4 separate regions of the Mus musculus genome follow, and all the other regions are linked to region 1. The links are chromatin contacts, called in public capture Hi-C and promoter capture Hi-C maps. All regions are on one chromosome and are shown on one strand. Each heading gives the region's core, a stretch centred on a gene start, on an enhancer-like site or on the middle of the called end of the contact. The rest is flanking DNA. Distances are from core to core; before and after follow the strand shown. Region 1 holds the start of Tlr3 (toll-like receptor 3). Region 2 holds the start of Ccdc110 (coiled-coil domain containing 110). Region 3 holds the start of Lrp2bp (Lrp2 binding protein). Region 4 overlaps Snx25 (sorting nexin 25).

Region 1 (2,700 bases), core at 31-2,530:
ACGTGTCAACACAAAATCACATCATAAAGTCATGAGAAGAGCTTATGACAACTTCTATATGGTGAAGGTTGACTGCTTTCCCCAAACTAGTCCATAATTTGCCAGCCTGGTTTCTGGCCTTACTCTACAACTTCCAGAACAGCCTGCCCTCCTCTCCTGCTGCCCTTCTTCATTCTGTAACAGAAAGTGACTGGCCAGTTCCTAGAAACATCTGAGAATTTGTCCTTTCTCAAGAACATTGTCATGGAGTGCCAGGTCTTCCTTTCTAGCTCACTAAATACAAAGGACTTTTTAACCTTCTGCGTTTTTGTTGTTGTTGTTGTTGTTGTTGTTTTATTTTGTTTTTGGAAAAGGTGCAATTTTTTAAAAAGTATTTTTAACTACCTTTTAATATAATCCTTTTACTTGCTCTTTGATGATTTCATACTATTCATTACACATACATATGTATTTTGATCTTGTTTACCCCTTACACCCCTCAGAGCCACATTCACCCACTTTTTAAAGCCTTTTACAAAATCACTTTGAATGCTTTCTCAAAGTATCTTTCCAAGAAGAGAAGTCTATAGAGGAAGTATGTTCTTGCTGCTGTTGTTTTAGTTGCTGCATAAAATTGGCATTTCATCACAAGATATCAGAATTTGTAGCTAAATTTACATTTGGAACTATGGTGCATTTTTCCCCTTCTCCCAATACCTGCATCATCTTCTATCTTCTTTTGGTGCGCGATTGTGATTCAGGCAGTTTAACTTCCCAGATAGAGAACAGGTGCGTCAACCTCAAAAGCCAAGTACATTCTGATTTTACTCAGCCTGAGGTCCTGCATCCCCTTAGTTTTCATTCAGACTTTTTTTTTTAAATCACACATTTCCTTTCAGCCTGAAAGTGAAACTTAAGTTGAGAGAGAGAGAGAGAGAGAGAGAGAGAGAGAGAGAGAGGGGGGGGGGGGGAGGGGGAGAGGGAGAGGGAGAGAGAGAGGATATTTTCAGCGAAACAGTTAAATTGTTATTAAACTGTTACCCTTTTTTAGTTTCTTTTTAAGGGCCTCCTGGGATTCATTGAAATGGTCACAAATCGACCTTCAGGGAGGAAGGTGTAAGCCGAGGAACCGGCCGCCGCCTGGGGGCAGAATTCTGGAAGTCAGTAAGTTTCTGGCTTCAGAGCCAAGCCCTCTGCAGTGGGTTTCAGATCCTTGCAAACCTGTGATATGCGCAGTGCATGGTCTGAGGTTGGGACTGCCGCCCAGAGACCCAGAGTGCTGGTCGGGAATCGCGCATAGTGGGAGGGGCCAACAGGGACCGGCCGTGTGGGGAAATGGGATGTGTCTAAACAAAGTGAAAGCCATTCACTTACCTCGCTTTATCTTCTTTGCAAAATGAGTAAAGTCGAACTTAATCTCTTAGGTAAAAATGGCCATCCAGTTTTCCAGCAGGAAATGTTGAGGACATCTCGGACACAGGAGGAGGTCCTGCCTCAAAAGCAGGAAACTCCCAGAAACAACTAGGCCGGGAAATAACAATGGGGGAAGGGAGCAGGGAGGGAGGAAGGAAGGCAGAAGTTTGGTCCAGCACTGGGTGTCACAAAGAGCCTTTCTTACTCAAGCAGGCCCAGTTTTCCACAAAACCCACAAATTAGGCATCAGTAGGCATCTGTTTGGTCAGAGAAGAGCTCGGGATTAACTCCTTCTTCCTCAATTAGCTATGAGGACTCCAACTGGTTAAAGAAACGGAGTTGCAAGGGAATGAAGTCAGTTTTCTTTTCATTACAGATGAGCAATGACATAGTATTCAGCCAGGTTGTTATTTAGTTTTAAAAAAAAAGTTAAACGTAATAAAGCATACAAGAAATGGGAGAGCACCTGACCTGATCTTCTTGTCTTGAAGCCAAGAGAGGGGAGTGCCTGAGCTCTCAGTCAATAGTTCCTTTGTTTGGCAGAGGTGAAAGTGGAAAAGGTGAATGGCCACAGAAGTGAAAGCAAGAAGTAACTTTGTATCCTGGTGCAAATTGCTCTTCCCTGGCCCCAGGAGGTTACTTCCTGTGGTTACCTGGCTCATGGCTACACTCTTAGCTCAACACCATAAGCAAGCACTTTGTCCTCAGTAAATTAATGACCTCTACATTGATCCACCTGGATGCCAACACAACGTTGATAGTCTTGGCAAGATTTCACCTCTGTGGGTTCCTTGAAAACAGGTTGGGCTGCATTTTTGTAATTTTACTTCTGACACCATCTCACAGAAGAACTTGCTAGCCTCTAAAGGACTAGTCTCCTGACAGAGAATCGGCTGCTGTATGGTCCTCTCCCACACTGACCCTTGGCTTGGGTAGCTTTGACCAAGTGGATATCTGTCTGGTTCTGAGTCCATTAGGGAAGCCTGATAAGTGCCTCTGTATTTAAGACTTGTCTTCTTGGAACACCAGTCTCTCTCAGGCTTCATTGGAATCTGGGGCTCCAATGCTATGCAATCAGAAGCCTAGATTAGCTGTGCAATGGATATAAGGAGGGGAATGTGCATGCTCACGAACACCTAGGAGATGGCTAACATGGACTCTGGCTGCATGGGAGACAGTCCTCCAATCTACTTTAACTTACTGCAGTTTCTTCAGCAATGACCTTGAATGACCTTCTTCAACAAGTTCTGCCAACATCCCAGAAAAGCTGCAAACCATCTTGCTGCTGCTTTACTGTTTAGAAATGGA
Region 2 (2,700 bases), core at 200-2,699, 520 kb after region 1:
TGATCAGATTAAAATGCATTAAATAAACAGATCATGGCAACTGGATGTAATGCCAGCCTTTAGGCTGGGACCTATGGCTACCCAGGGCATTACTGCAAGAATGTCAGTGATGCCTGGAAGCTATAGGGTGACTATGCATCAGCACTAATCTTGAATATTAACAGTGTATTGTGCTTCTTTTCAGTATTCTTATAAAATACACACCCAAATGTTCAGGAGAGATGGGATGAAGTCAGCAATTTGCTCTTAATAGTCCAGGAGGACAGGCAGATAGTTGGCGAATGGCTTACCACACAAGCATGAGAACCTGAGTTTGATGTCCACGGTAAAAGGCCAGGGGCAACATGGTGCACATGTCTGTCGCCCTTTGTCCACATTGAGGATCCCTTTGGGCTCACTGACCAAACAATAGAGACTGTCTGTGAGCTCCAGGCGCAGCAAAATACTCTGCTCCAAAAACTTTAGGTGGATCTCAATAAATAAATACAGCATAAGTCTCTGACTTCCACACTCATGTACACACACACACACACACAAACACATACATACATACCTGCATGCACACACACACACACACATACAACACACACACACACACAAAACAAATTAATAAATCTTTAAAACTTAAACCTTTTCTACTAAAGGTCATTTTTCTGATAGATTAACTGAGAAGTTATCCTAAAATAAAAGTAGATTTCTGCTGAGACCAGTGCACAGATTAAAATTGAGGTTAACATTGCAAACACTTATCATTTTGTTTTACAGTCTATGCCAACTGTTGTGACTTAGTCATCTCATGAAAATCTCCAGGTGATTTCTATGTAATAGCCAATACTCACCGTCACCATCCACAAATTAGAGTTGTCACATAATATTTCATTGTTACATTAATACCCAGCATTTGATGAACTATATTATTTTCTTTAGAATAGTGGTTTAACAGATGTATTAGGCTGAAAAATTTAAATGTATTAAAGCTGTCCAATGCGACCAAAAAAAAAAAAAAAAAGACTGTCGAGTCTTGTAAAAACCATTGCTCCAGAAAATAAGAAATTATAGCTCATGAACATTAAACCATCATGCCTCTTCCCTGAAAGTAAGCCAGGTGTAATTTATTAAGTAATAAATTATTACATCATAGTGGCTGTCAATTCCTACTCACAGTGATTTAAAATTCAGTTCTCAATGACTGTATATTCTATCTGAGATAACTGATTTTGCAAAAATAAGTCATATGTATTTATTGAAAACTTTTACTTAAAAGCTCGTGTTTTCTAACCAGTCACTCAAGCTCTGCTTCCCGGGGAAGCACCCGCCTTTTTCAAGTGTTTTATCAAGTGTACAGGAAAATCAGTGCACTTCATATAAATGAAAACCAATCACATCGTCTGCATCAGCTCCGGAAAAGGGTGGGGGTGGGCAGGGCTCCCCCCCCCCCCGACCTCCGTTACTAGGCAACGGGATGCTGCGGCTAGAAGCGGCAGAGCTGAATGCTTGGGGCAAGGCAGTTGGTGGAGAGATCTTAAGCGACAGAAATGAGCCCCGGTAAGAACGATCCGGGAGGCTGTCCTCTAGAGGGAGGCTCTGGGAAATGGAGGATAGTGGAACCACACCCATGTCCCTTCATCCCAAAGCCTCCGGAGTTTTCCGGATGGGTCTGGTGTGCGTTATCTTCCCGACCTCAAATCCCCTGCTCAGTGAGAAAGCACTCGCCTGCCCCCTGGCGGGATGCCGCCTTCACCCCTATTTGCAGAGTTGACATCTCTACCTGATCATAGCGCGCCCTCTGGTGGCCACAGAGGGCGTGGGCGACCCGAATGTCCGTGCCTCGCTTCTTCACCTTCCCAGGCTACCTTCCAGCTCCAAAAGCTGTGCTCGGGTCTGTTCCAGAGAAGCACCTCGCGGAAGAAGATGAAGTTGACTCCATTCTCCTTTCAGCATCCAAGATCCTGAATTCCTCTGAGGGGGTAAAGGAAAGCGGGGGCAATGAACCAGGTAAAATCTACGTTTTTGCAGTAAATATTGGTGGGAAATGAGCTATAGCATGGGGAGGATATTTGAAAGAATTCAAACAGCCACGAGTTCCGATAAACAAAGACTCAGATGTGTAGAGTAACTTGAGGACCACAGAACACTGCCATTGGGATCTCACTTCCTGAAGAGAAGCCCAAAGGGACAGCACCCCTCTCACATGGGTGCACAGTGGGACATCAAGAGAAGGAGCCAGGACTTATGAGCAAAGGTGGCTTTTAGATTGATGGGTGGGACCCCAATCGTGAGTTCCCCAGGTGAGGCAGAGAGAATTGATGGAGTAGACATGGGACTGGGTTCCTTTTCACACGTTAGCCAATGCAAGGCCACACCTCCCCTGATAAAAGTCAACTTGATTGAAGATGGAGAACATGGAGGATGAGTAGACCATCGCTTTCTGTATTCCTCTGTTACCAGGCATGAAGACCTGTAATCTTCCCTGAGGAACCAGCAAAGTGGGGCAGGGTAACGAGACTAAATACCATCACAGATGGTTAAAGACATTTAAATAGCCTAGTATTTACCCCTGCGCTCAACAAAGGTCAGAAAAGCTGGAGTCGCCTCAATACGGCAAGCGCATGTGTGTTGCACTTAGAGGCTGAGGAGATGGTTTCAGGAGTGAAGTTCTTACTGGGCAAACATCAGCTCGAATCCCCTGTAAAGGTCAGA
Region 3 (2,700 bases), core at 49-2,548, 600 kb after region 1:
TATAGTTACGGAGTAGCAAAGAAATAATGTTATGGTTGGAGGGGTCACCACAATATGAGGACCTGTATTAAAGGGCCACAGCATTAGGAAGGTTGAGAACCTCTGCTCTAAACCTTGTTAGATAGTAGCACACTGTATTAATGTCTTCAGAGAAATAACATCTTTTCATCTAGTTTGTGAGTGGTGGTTGACAGTAGGCTGTCATATTTGGATTGCTTTCTTCTATATATCTTACACATGTGGCTTCGTTCATTGGGAACTTTATATTCTTTAGTGGAAACTTAGATTTTGCAATATACATAATCCAATTACTTTACTTTTTAAAGATTTATTCTTATGAGTATGTGTATGTGTGTCTGCATGCATATATGTCCCATGTGAGGGGTGCCAGCAGAGCCGAGAAGTGGGTGGTCACTCTCTAGAGCTGGAGCTACAGGTGGTTGGGACCCACTCAAGGTGGCTTCTGGGAACCAAGTTCAGATCCTCTGGAAACACTTTGACTTGTTTTTTTTTGTTGTTGTTGTTGTTTTGTTTTAATTAATTTCTTTCTATTTTTATGTGTATGAGTGGTTTGACTGCATGTGTGTATGTGTATCACTAGAGAGATACATGTGTGTACATGTACACTAGGCACATGTGTCTAGTGACTGAATAAGTCAGAAGAGGGCATCCAATCCCCAGGAACTGTGTTACAGACAGTTGTGAGATGCCCTGTGGTGTGCTGGGAACTAAACCCTGATGCTCTTAACTGCTGAAACCACATCTCCAACCCAGTAACCAGCAACTTTGTTTTTTGTCTGGTTGTGGACAGGGTCTCACTATTTCGTCCAGGCTGCCTTGTACTAGCAGAGATCTGCTAACCTCAGCCTCCTGAGTGCCAGAATTAAAGACATTTCGCCACCATGCTGGGCCCATTAACTTTGTATATCAAGGAAAGGACACTTTAAGAACCTTTATTTCAAACTACAGATAAAGAAATTAGCTCTTAATTAACTCCTCCCACATACAGACATTTCAGTGATTTTATTTTATTTTTATTTTTTGCTGACTTAGTAAACCATGTCTTTTTTTTTTTTTTTTTTTGAGTTCCACTCTCATCCAATGAAGCAGCGTGTTGCCTAAAATAGTATCCTGTAAGTATGTAAATGCAGCTTTCCAATCACACAAAGCTTCTCTTAAGAACTTCTGTAGACCACCAATCAGAGAGACCTGGCCTGGGCGCTGGCTCCTGATTGGTGGAAGTAAGTTGAACCAGTAGAATGTCAAAGACCAAAACAGAAAGAAAAAAAAAAAAGCATAGCAACAACAGAGTTTGCTGTCTTCACTACTCTCAGCTTAGGCCAACCTGGACTCCTTCAACCCAAATGAGGTGGCCCCTACATTTTATATGAAGGCTCTGATTTACCATGCAGCAGTGGTCCATCTGGTAACATGGCAATCCAGTACAGACTGGAAGAGAAGACTGAGCAACAGAGCTAAAACACAGTGTATTCCCAGGTAAAACAGACGCATCCTGTCATCCGAAACGGATTACTCTGGCCAGTTTCAGTTAAAGGGCGACAGGAAAGTCCTCCGTGACAGGAGCAGCGACTGTGAGCGGTGTAGTCTGTTGCCACTGAGTGGCAGCAGTTGGGAATGACAGGACGCCCCCTGCCATGTGTGAATCCTTAGCCAGTCGGGATTTGTTGCTAGCTCAGGGTCCCTTGGCCAGGCAATGTGGGGCAGATGCTTCTGTGATGGGGAGTGAAGTCTCCCTTGGTGCTTTCCCGGGAGGAGAAATTGTAACCACCTATGTGTTCTTCCTTAACAGGACCCACATTGTGGAGACAGGATGAAGCTGAGCAGCGAGAAGTTGCCCAAAAACCCTTTCTCTCTGTCTCAGTATGCTGCCAAACAACAGAAATTCTTCCAGTGGAAGAAGGAAAAGCCCGGTATACATCTGAATAGTTAATTCTTGCTTGGAAACTATTTTTACTGAAATTCCATGTAAGCTTAGAATAAACAAAACAAACAAACAAAAACCCATGCCACTGGTTTCCAGGAGGTAGTTAATGTTATACTCCTTTCTGGCTTTCCTGGAGATTAGTGACCTTCTTACTCAGACAGCAAGCTGATCCTGGAGGTGTTTCACAATTCAAGCCTGATTACATTTTCACCCCTCCCCCCCCCAGCACTTAGGGATTCGTTCTAAAAAAGAGACGCCAGATGTTGCTTCCCTCAGAGAGCGCAACGCTGCGCTTTACTTCAAATGGATACTGAAAGCTATTTTTACATAAGCTTGTAAAAACTAAACTGGAGATGGCCAGCCCATTTGATTAGTAGTCCTAACATGGCTCAGGCTAAGAGTTTAACTCATTCACAGACAGCTTTGCCCAGTGCATGCAGAGACTGCATTGGAGTGCCTACCCGGCAGTGAACCCTCACCCAAGCACAATAAACACTTCTTGATTATGCCAGGTGTGTGTTGGTGCTGTGATCATGACTCTGCTTAGGTTATGTTCTTTCTCTGAGCTAAGCTTTAGGGATGAGAAGTTGGAAAGAAACTGAGATTAACAGCATCTAATGAATTCTACGTTACGTGTGGCTTCACGAGAGAACCTGCACGTTATATAACTAACACCGTTTTTGCCTTTCTGAATCAGATTATTACCTCCACGCTAATTTGGTGGATACAGCATTGCAGTTCCTGAAAGAAAGAAT
Region 4 (2,700 bases), core at 12-2,511, 630 kb after region 1:
GGGGTTTGATAGGTATGCCCACCCCACCCCCCATAGACCCATGTGTGGCTTGTTGGAGAAGGCGTGGCTTTGCTAGAGGAAGGACATCACTGTGGAAGCAGGCTTGAGGTACCCTATGCTCAAGCAGTGTGACACACAGTTTCCTGCTGCCTACAGATGAAGATATAGAACTCTCAGCTCCTTCTCAGCACCGTGTCTACTTGTGTGCCACCATGCTTCCCATCAGGATAATAACAGAGTGCGCCTCTGACCTGTACGCCAGCCCCAATTAAATGTTTCCCTTTAGAGGAGCTGCTCTGATCATGGTTCTCTTCACAGCAATGAAACCCTGATTAAGACAGTCACTAAGGGTATTTTCTGTGCATGAGGGGTTCTACCTGTCATAACTTTTATTACTAACATAGAGACATTTTACAGGTGTAGAATATTAATGTAAACAAAAAAAGGAAAAAAATGATATTTTTTACATTCATAAATTTTAATATAAAAGTTTTAAAAATCCACATTTCCATCTCTAGCCCCTGAATGTTTGGCTACTAGCACAATGATAAACACAGACTTGGCAACAATGGAGCCAACAGTTCAGGCCTTCTGGATCGAGTAGGGAAAATTAAAAGGAATAAATTCCCAAAGGCCCTCTCCCAAGGGTGATTACACAAGAGCAACAACTGGCATAGACCCAGCAGTAGACCAAGGTATGTAAGGGTATTCCTAACTACTGACTGAGCCTCAATGCCTAGTTAAAAACCTAACCACCCCCAAATAAAAGTTAGGGTCTGGATTCAGACCCATGCTTCAGAGATGCCTGGAGCCTCTGTATGGGATGTATGTAGATGTGTTTATTTTAGGCTGGCCTTTGGGCTAGAATGAACATTTCTGTTCATGACGATAGCTTTGCTTGGCCTTTCTAGGTCAGGAGAGAGGTAGTTCTTAGCCAGCCGGTCTGATCACAACTGCCTGACAGTTGAGGATTTAAAATAAAACTGTGTCTTACTAGGTCCTTCTGTACACCGAACACAAAGAAGCAGCAGACGTTTGCTGGGCTCCCTCCCATCACTGGGTCTCCTCACCTAGAACTTGCCCTGTCTCCTCATTCCCAGCCCCCACCTGCCCAAATGCCCCCTTGACGCCTATTAAAGCACGTCTGTTCAAAGCACGGTGGCCGCTGCAGCAGCCACCCGAGGCGTCTGCTGATGGCAAATGCATCCTGTCTCGTTATCAAGGCATTCTATTTATTCCTCTCGGAAATGTCATTGACAAAACCAAACATGCTCTGAGCAGACGGTCAGCGGAGGATGAGCAGGCTAAAATGCCAGCATTTAGCATCCTCCTAGGGCTGGGACTGGCTCTGATGCAGACACAGAGTGTTTTCGTCTCTTGGAGGTTATGGGAAAGAAGCTACCAGGTAGGACGCTGCATTCTCATTGTTCACCCTCTGTGGCAAATGGGAAGACGCACAGATTTGTGGACAAGATTTCATTGAAGAAAGAAAGACTGAGTGTAATACTATTGTTTTCTGACGAAACTGAATCAAGTTAAAGATCAGCGACCATTTTAGAAGAATCTAAATTACAACAAGGCTAAAAAATCTTTCATCTGAAAGAGTTTAATATTTGACTAATTTCTTAAGCAGTTTAACTAGCCTCCATTTCTAAAGTTTATTTACTCTATAACTTTAGTTACTGAAACTATTCTACACTCAGCCTTCATATATTATACATCTTATACATTTATAATATATGATATATATCCAAAACACTACCCTGGCATCAAAACTGCATCTTTAATCACAGGCTATGCAAATCATTTTTTGAGTAAGTTCTGGTGATGAGACAATGAAACTATACTGAGCCACACGAAAAGAGTTCAAAGCATTGTCTCTGTTTTAACACAGAGGAGCACAATGCTGAGTACAGCAGGAACCCAAGTCTCAGGAATATAGAAGTTCTCTCTGTCCTAAGGCTGTACCTTCAGCACCAAGGATGAAGTGTAACACCTGAAGCATCTTTAAAGTGCATCTTGGATGCATGAACACATGAGTACAGATACATTTAATACATGCTGGAAGCAGAGCAATGATCAATAAATCCCACTGCCATCAAAGAGACTTACTTCCTCGAAGTTCGAAAATCTCCCCGATCAGCATGAAACACGGTTCAGCCAAGGAATCCTTCTTCCCGTCCACATCATCCCCGTAATCGGACAGGTCGCTGTCCTCTTCTATCTCCTCCTGAGGGACAGGCAACATCGCAGACAGCAGGTCACGAACCCAGGAAAGTGTAGTCGGTTCACGTACAGACCCCAAACTCCCACTTCCACCCTACCCTTATTCTATCAGTGTCCAACCTCAGGGGACAGCCTGACTCTACAGCCAGATTCAAAGCTTGAAATAAGCTAACTGGGGTTGGGGGTGGGGTGGGGCTGGGGAACACTCTTTAAATAATCAGGGAATTGTAATACAGTTTCCCAGAGATGATGAGATTTTTTTTTTTGCATATTGACTTTTAACCAAAATGTTTTTTAATTCACTGCTCTTAAAAATATGCACATTTTAAAGTAATTGAGATATTTTTAAAGTTCTCCTTCAAGCATTTCCCATACACTTGAGCTAGTCTCACTTCCTGATCTACATATTTCAATTCAAACCTTCCTATATGCCAGGCACCAGGCTGGCACACTTGAGTGCAATGAGGCCAGACT

The links. Promoter capture Hi-C pulls out the DNA fragments that hold promoters and counts their contacts. Capture Hi-C pulls out chosen DNA fragments and counts their contacts.
Region 2: a capture Hi-C map of embryonic stem cells shows a contact between it and region 1, with 6 times the contacts expected there. The contact joins the promoter of Ccdc110 here to the promoter of Tlr3 in region 1. A contact is called at or near these places in 25 of 39 promoter capture datasets (the 3T3-L1 cell line, 3T3-L1-derived adipocytes, the C10 cell line and 15 more), 1 of 15 datasets of contacts at CTCF or cohesin (large pre-B cells), 2 of 484 Hi-C or Micro-C datasets (cerebral cortex and cranial neural crest), 13 of 115 datasets of contacts at active chromatin or transcription factors (cardiomyocytes, embryonic basal ganglia, embryonic forebrain and 9 more) and 5 of 9 other capture datasets (adipose tissue, embryonic stem cells, liver and 2 more).
Region 3: a promoter capture Hi-C map of liver shows a contact between it and region 1, with 7 times the contacts expected there. The contact joins the promoter of Lrp2bp here to the promoter of Tlr3 in region 1. A contact is called at or near these places in 15 of 39 promoter capture datasets (the 3T3-L1 cell line, 3T3-L1-derived adipocytes, cranial neural crest and 9 more), 3 of 115 datasets of contacts at active chromatin or transcription factors (embryonic stem cells, large pre-B cells and neural tube) and 3 of 9 other capture datasets (adipose tissue, embryonic stem cells and liver).
Region 4: a contact with region 1 is called in a promoter capture Hi-C map of hippocampal neurons, with 3 times the contacts expected there. The contact joins the enhancer-like site here to the promoter of Tlr3 in region 1. A contact is called at or near these places in 6 of 39 promoter capture datasets (the 3T3-L1 cell line, hippocampal neurons, liver and 1 more) and 1 of 9 other capture datasets (embryonic stem cells).

What each region holds. Positions count from the first base shown.
Region 1 is chr8:45,409,100-45,411,799 of GRCm38.p6, forward strand. Tlr3 (toll-like receptor 3) reads right to left here and starts at 1,281. Exons shown (of 7, transcript NM_001357316.1): 1 at 1,201-1,281; 2 at 697-879.
Region 2 is chr8:45,933,170-45,935,869 of GRCm38.p6, forward strand. Ccdc110 (coiled-coil domain containing 110) reads left to right here and starts at 1,450. Exons shown (of 7, transcript NM_001033246.3): 1 at 1,450-1,545; 2 at 1,849-1,995. The coding sequence starts at 1,536.
Region 3 is chr8:46,009,304-46,012,003 of GRCm38.p6, forward strand. It overlaps Lrp2bp (Lrp2 binding protein), which reads left to right and starts at 1,299. Exons shown (of 9, transcript NM_026278.3): 1 at 1,299-1,497; 2 at 1,811-1,931; 3 at 2,643-2,700. The coding sequence starts at 1,832.
Region 4 is chr8:46,039,205-46,041,904 of GRCm38.p6, forward strand. Snx25 (sorting nexin 25) reads right to left here. Exons shown (of 19, transcript NM_001372342.1): 15 at 2,113-2,230. Among named protein-coding and RNA genes, the nearest start is that of Lrp2bp, 30 kb to the left of the region's middle. Within about 2 kb of position 1,262, at least 14 of the 459 cell types and tissues checked have an H3K27ac peak or open chromatin away from gene starts, as enhancers often do. A contact at or near this core is called in hippocampal neurons, where this site is marked.